2 separate regions of the Sus scrofa genome follow, and region 1 is linked to region 2. Evidence: chromatin contacts called from public HiChIP or PLAC-seq data. All regions are on one chromosome and are shown on one strand. The core of a region is the stretch at or near the end of the contact, and the rest is flanking DNA. Distances in the headings are between cores, read along the strand shown.

Region 1 (3,522 bases), core at 378-2,877, 230 kb after region 2:
CCTATAATGGAAGAAAATGCAAAAGAAAGAATATATATAAATACATATGTAACTGAATCTTTTTTTCTTTTTTTTTTTTTAGGGCCGCACCCATGGCATATGGAAGTTCCCAGGCTAGGGGCTGATTCAGAGCTGCAGCTGCAGCAATGCCAGATCCAAGCTGCGTCTTCAACCTATACCGCAGCTTGTGGCAATGCCAAATCCTTTATCCTACTGCGTGAGGTCAGGGATCAAATACACATACTCGTGAATACCACTCGGATTCTTAACCCACCAAGCCACAGCGGGAACTCACATAACCGAATCACTTTGCTGCACACTTGAAACGAACACAATATTGAAAACCAACTATATGCCAATTAAAATTTTTTAAATGGATGTGCTTCCTTAGCTCACTTGATAACAAGTGCCAGCCATGAGTCTAACATACCCATCCAACATTTCAAAGGGGTGAAGAGTGAATACAATTTCTATTTTTTTTTTTTTTTTGGTCTTTGTTGTCTTTTTAGGGCCATACCCAAGGCATATGGAGGTTCTCAGGCTAGGGGTCTAATCGGAACTACAACTGCTGACCTACGCCACAGCAACGTGAGATCTGAGCCGCATCTGCGACCTACACCAGAGTTCACGGGCAATGCCGGATCCTCAACCCACTGAGCAAGGCCAGAGATTGAACCTGCAACCTCATGGTTCCTAGTCGGATTCATTTCTGCTGCGCCACGACAGGAATTCTCTACTTTCTACATTTCTGAAGCAATTGTAATGCGGTGAGAAGTTCCCTGGGGTTTCTGTCCAGACAACATGGCAGGAACTCCTGCCACCACTGCTGCTGAGTGCTGGCCCCACAATGGATGTGTGGAGATGCCAAATTTGGTCCAAGGCTGGAGGTACTGAAAATGGGGAAGCCATCTGTCCCATGCAAGTCCAGGACCCTTGAATTCCATGTGTGGTTGAGAAAGCACACCTGGGAGGAGGGCGAGGGGCCCGCAGGTGCTTCCCGGCCGCCTCTTCCGCCTTCCCAGCATCCTCGTCTCCCACTGGGCAGGACGCTCATGCCCACATGGTCCCCTCCTAAGCCCTACCTGTAACCGGGAGACCCTGACGGTGACTGGGCAGTGGCCCGTGCAGACAGCATCTTTCGCAAAGATACCCACTGCATCCCCACAACCAACTCCAACCTTCAGCGAGGTGGGGCCGCTGACGGGAGCAGCTACTACCCAAAGCACCTGCCACTGTGACCACAGAGGAAGTAGCCCCCTCTCCTGGTGACCCTGAGAAAACTGGGGAGTCATCAAGGGAGGAAGAAACTGCCAAAGAGTGACCTCTCCTGGCCCCTCCCGTCCTCCTCACTCCGTATGTAGAAACTGGCCACTTAGCTCCACTGAGGAACTCCTGGCTCCCCAGGCGAAGGGGGCCCTTGGCAGGTGAGGAGCCCCATGCAAAGGGCGACCCTTTTTGCAAGGAGCTGAGAGCAAGAGAGATTGCTGGTTGCCTGTCATCTTATTAACTGAAAAAGCTAAGCCCCGAGATCATTCGAAGGCACAAACACAGCACACGGCCCCTTACAGGACTCTCCTCGGCTTTTTCTTAACATCCGTGGCCCTTGGGCAGTTCTCCAGCCATGGGCGGTGGCTCTTGGATGGAGAAGCAGTCTGGCAGGGGGTCATCTCCAAGCACAAAGACCGAGGCAATTCCTGCGTCCACGGAGCCGGGGGACGCGTCATTTCCTCATCCCATTCTTAAAAAGCCTTCTCAGAATCCACACTGAGGACCGTTCTTATTTTAGACGCCTGGTTGACTGGAGGCCCAAGTCATATTTCTATAAGCAGGTTGCGGGTTATTTTTTTTCTTGAATGGAATTGTTTTGCTTGTTTGTTTCACTTCCTCTTTGGGGAAACCAAGGAACACGAGTTCCCCTTTTCCTGGTATTCAAAGTACGTCAGTCCAGTCTGAGCAAATGCAGAGGGAAGCAGAGGAGTTTCATTGTTTGACAAATGCATCCGCTACGAGGCTTTTGTTTTCTTTTCTTTTTTGCCTTTTTTGCTTTTTTTTCTTTGTTTGTTTGCTTTTTAGGGCCGCACCCGTGGTCCCCAGGCTAGGGGTCTAATTGGACCTATGGCTGCTGGTCTATGCCACAGCCACAGCAACACCAGATCTGAGCCACGTCTGTGACCTACACCACAGCTAACGGTAACATCAGATCCTTAATCCACGGAGCGAGGCCAGGGATCGAACCCGCAACCTCATGGTTCCTAGTGGGATTCGTTTCCGCTGCGCCATGACAGGAGCTCCTATTTTATTTTCCCAAGTGCCCTCAGAATGTGGGTGGGTCTCCAAAGAGCCATCTGGCCCTGGTAAGGTGTGGCTTCAAGGGCAGGATGGGGGTGCAGGGGCATGTCTGCCCGCTGAGCCCCATGGCCTGACAGCGGCCAAGTTTTAGTAAAGGAGTGGGATCGATAGACACGCTGCTCAGCGGCGGCCCCGTGTTTTCTCCGCCCCTCCGGGATTTTGAACTTGCTGAAAGTTTCAGGTGTGTGAAGAGGACAACTTCTGATCTACTCAGGTCTGACGTCTCAACCGCATTTCCAAAGAGAGTAGCAAAGACACATTTACCTTAAATATGCCTCGTCCTCCAGGGCGCATGGCAACCTGCTTTCTTCCGCAGCCCAGGACGGAGAAACAGAAGCCCTGGGAGGTGGGCACACGGGCCCAGCCTGAGGGCAGAGAGACCACAAGGCCACAGAGAGCCTTAGCCGGTGAGATCCCTAAGCTCCAGTGTCACACAGCCTCCGAGGGACTGGATGTGCCTTGTCCCCCAGAACCTCCAAAGGAACCTCCGAGGGGGTTCTCTGGGGGCCAGCCACCTGCTTTTTCAAGAACGAGGCCAAGTTCTAATCCTCCTTCCCCAGGTCCTCATGAGCTTAAATAATTGCATTTTTTTGTCTTTTTTTTTTTTGGTCTTTTCTAGGGCCACACCCACAGCATATGGAGGTTCCCAGGCTAGGGGTCCAATCGGAGCCGTAGCCACCGGCCTACGCCAGAGCCACAGCAACGCAGGATCTGACCCACATCTGTGACCTACACCACAACTCATGGCAATGCAGGATCCTTAATCCACTGAGTGAGGCCAGGGATCGAACCCGCAACCTCATGGTTCCTAGTCGAATTCGTTAACCACTGAGCCAAGACGGGAACTCCAATAATTGCATTTTCTAATATCTGTCCCCTTTCTATTTATTTTAATTTTTTTAGGGCTGCACCCACAGCATATGCAAGTACGTGGGCTAGGGGTCAAATCAGAGCTGCAGCGGCCAGCCTACACCACAGCTATGGTAACGCTGGGTCCAAGCCGCCTCTATGCCCTCACACCACGGCTTGCAGCAATGCTGGATCCTTAACCCACTGGGCAAGGCCAGGGATAAAACCCACATCCTCAGGGAGACTACGTCAGGTTCTTAATCCGCTAAGCCACAAGGGTAACTCCGAAATCTGTCCCCTTTTTAAATAAGGAGTTTGGGATTA
Region 2 (3,334 bases), core at 414-2,913:
GGCGGTCCTCACCCATCTCACACGGACCCTAAACGGCGGGATCGATGCGTCCGGCAAGGTCTCCAAGAAGCAGTGGCCTTATTTCATCCGAAACGGCGGTCCTTCGCCGAAAGCAGCGCGGGTTCTCGCTTCTAAAGCCTGCTGACAGGGACACAGTATTTATGATGCTCTTACCTTAGAGTGGCCTCGAAGGACACGCTGGGCCGCCGGCCTGGCTCCAGCAGACTGCGTTGTAACAGGATCCCTGGGGCTGGTGGGGCTTCTCCAAGGAGCGAGCGGGTCGTGGACGCACATGCTTCTTTGGATTTTCTTTTGCTGTGGCCGCCGGGAATCGCAAACGCAAAAGAGGTCTCTGTGGTTCAGAGGGGGAGAAGGTGCCAGGACCACTCATTCCATTTCAGAAGTTAGTTTGTATATAGGACGGTCATCTTACCGTTGGTATCCAAACCCCCCCTAACAGTCCTATTTAACAGAAATTGTATATTGTAATTTAAAATAATTATATAACTGTATGTGAACGAAGAAGGCAGACATCCCGTGTGTATTCCATTTTTCAAGAGCACAGATGGCATTTTGCAAACATTTAACCCGCCAAGGGCGGGCTGAGGCAGGTTGTACAGTGTGTATGATTAACAGTTATTATATGTACAGGAATAAGGTCTAAGAGGGTTACTATTCCTGTGTTCTGTTTTTTTGGCTTGCCTGGGTTATTATCTATGGCAAGGACTTTGTACATTTGGGAATTTTTATAAGAAACTTAATGTTATTGTCTGGGGGCCCGTCCGGCCTCTCTCCTCTCCTTCAATTGTAAAGTAAAAGCTATAAAGCAGTATTTTTCTTGACACTTGGCACATGTTCTCCATTTCTATGCATGCCTTTAAATCGGTTTCTACACAAAACTTCGTTTTTAGTTCGGTTCTGTTTTCCCAACGACTAACCTCCCCCAATCACAGCCATTTCCTCTCAGCGCCCCACCCCCGCACCCCAACGTCTTCTGTACGATTAAAATAGGAATACTATTTTTGGAAACCGGCGACTCCTTTTCAGAGATCAGGAGGGATTTATGTAGCAGCTATTTTTACTGCAAAAGTAATTCACTGGGGAAAAAAAATGGAATTTGTAAGAAAGTTTTATTTTTATCTCAGCGCCATGTAAAGTTAACCTATTGTACAGAGCTGAAGGTTCGGGATGTGGGGGGGAGTCTTTATTAAACCTCTTGGATGTGAGCGAAGCATGATTTGTCCCATCCTGTTCACCTGTCGCGTCTTGGGCTTTCTGGATACCCAGCTGCTGCTTTCTGTTTCGAGTCTGCAGTTTCTTGCTTGTTTGTTTTCTTATTTTCTCAGACACAGAATGCCCGGAGGCAAAGAGAGGGTAAGCAGATGGGGAAGAAAAGGCATTGGGATCATTCAGCCTTGAACAGGGTGGAGACTTTTGTAGTCGTTCCAGAGGAACCCCTGGGTCAGTATGTGCTCCTGGCTTTGGCGAATGATCAAGTCGAGTTGACTTCAAAGTCAGACGGCCTTCCCTAGCAGCATGAGGGACAAGTGGGCCAGCAGTGACATCTGCAAAGAAGGATCGAACCATCCATGCGATGAGCGGGAACGGGGCATTGGGTGGTGGGGCAAGCGAGAAGGACAGAACCAGCACGGGGGTGACTCGGTCTCAGTCCTGACCCAAGATCCCTTCCCATGTCTTTAAGCACAGGATGTTTTTCTCACGCAGGACCTGTTTATCTCTCGGACATCTGTTTAAAACATCAACAGACATGTGACTGGAATATCTTGCTGCTGAAAGAAATCTCAGCCATCAGCTTGTTTTACGTGGGGTTGGACCCTGTGAAACTGCCAATATTTGTCTGTTTTATCTACAGGGTTGGCAGTTTCATGTGGTTCAACTCAAAGAGTTATGGGACATTAAAAGTCCCTTGTCAACCTTTGGCGTGGTAAAGAACAGAACTTAAGTATAAAAATTTTGTAATTTGGCTTTTTCTCTCTCCAATAATAAAGTATTTTGTTTATATAAACTCCTCCTCGTAAGGGTCCTCATGCTTTGTCCCCATCCCAACATGGAGTGGGGGTGCTGGGGCCAGAGCCTCTGGCCACTCAGCAGTTCTGTCGCTCAGCGTCACATCTCCCTGGAACTGGTCATACCCATCGCCTGGTAAATCGGGATCAGGCTGGAGCCAAATGTGAGCCCTTCCTGAGGGAATTCCCCAAAAGTGTTTCTTAAAGCAAAAAATTCTTTCCAGGAGAGATTAGAGTAGAAAGCTGCAGGCAGCTTGTCTTTGCTCAAAGTTTGGCAGAGGTAGATTTTAGGATGTTTCTATTAAGAACATGAGGATGTGGAGTTCAGGAACTTTTGTAATTGAGGCCAGGACTCCTAGAGCGCTGACGTTGCCAAGGTGACTTGCCAAAGACAAAGGCGATGGCCCCAGGACACCTGTGCTCACATTCATTCTTGGGCCTCCTTTTCACGCTCCAAAATCTGAGGATTCCAAAAACTAGGTGGATTATATCATTGGCGTCCTGGCACCCACTGGCCACAGGCTAATGGTGCAGGCCTCTTCCCCACTTTGCCTCAGTGAGGTGTTGGTAGCTTGAACTTGGTCGGAATGAGTATTTACACCATGGAAACTGGCAAACACTCCAACTCGGGGCTCCCCCACCCCCAACCCTTCTCAGGGAGCTGGTTTTACCAGCTCACCACTGGTCATCAATGTTAGAAATTAAAACAAACTTTAAAATATGGCTCCTTTTTAAAATAACATGTCCACATTCACATTTTTCGGAGAAATAATTTTTCCCCCAAAGTGAGAATGGCATTGTTTCACATGTTTTCAAATCTCTGATGTCTGGTTTAATAGCAAAGAGCTGGATTCTGATACTGGCTTCTGCATCAGTCTGTTGTGATACATTTTGAGGGAAATGAGGCCTCACACAGATCTGTGATTGGAAGAGGGAGGAGTGTTTATGAGCTGATAATGGCATATTGTTTTATAGTACACCTAAACCGACAAATGATAGTTTCTTAAAGGTTAATTGCTGTTAGAATATGAAACCGTATCAATAAACTTGCCTATGATTGCAATAAATTACGTTGATCCGTCTTGCACTTTGAGTGGATCTTTTACCCGTGTGTGATTTTGTAACACGCATTAGTCATCGGAAAATATTGCTTCAAAATGTTGACCCATTTCAACATACACTATCAAACTATCACAGTAGTTACTACCACCACTAATTTCACCAGAAAAAATCCCTGAGAAGCTATCAAGCTCACAGTGGCAGATGCAAGTTTTCAAAAAATTCAAAATTTCACTTGAAAGCTCAAA

The links. HiChIP or PLAC-seq counts read pairs in DNA pulled down with a chosen protein or histone mark.
Region 1: an H3K27ac HiChIP or PLAC-seq map of alveolar macrophages shows a contact between it and region 2. The contact joins two enhancer-like sites. A contact is called at or near these places in 2 of 2 datasets of contacts at active chromatin or transcription factors (alveolar macrophages and skeletal muscle).

The regions. Positions count from the first base shown.
Region 1 is chr13:202,710,509-202,714,030 of Sscrofa11.1, forward strand. No RefSeq gene overlaps it. Among named protein-coding and RNA genes, the nearest start is that of PSMG1, 63 kb to the right of the region's middle. Within about 2 kb of position 1,628, at least 27 of the 83 cell types and tissues checked have an H3K27ac peak or open chromatin away from gene starts, as enhancers often do. A contact at or near this core is called in alveolar macrophages and skeletal muscle, where this site is marked.
Region 2 is chr13:202,481,503-202,484,836 of Sscrofa11.1, forward strand. It overlaps ETS2 (protein C-ets-2), which reads left to right. Exons shown (of 10, transcript XM_021070986.1): 10 at 1-2,032. Among named protein-coding and RNA genes, the nearest start is that of ETS2, 19 kb to the left of the region's middle. Within about 2 kb of position 1,664, at least 19 of the 83 cell types and tissues checked have an H3K27ac peak or open chromatin away from gene starts, as enhancers often do. A contact at or near this core is called in alveolar macrophages and skeletal muscle, where this site is marked.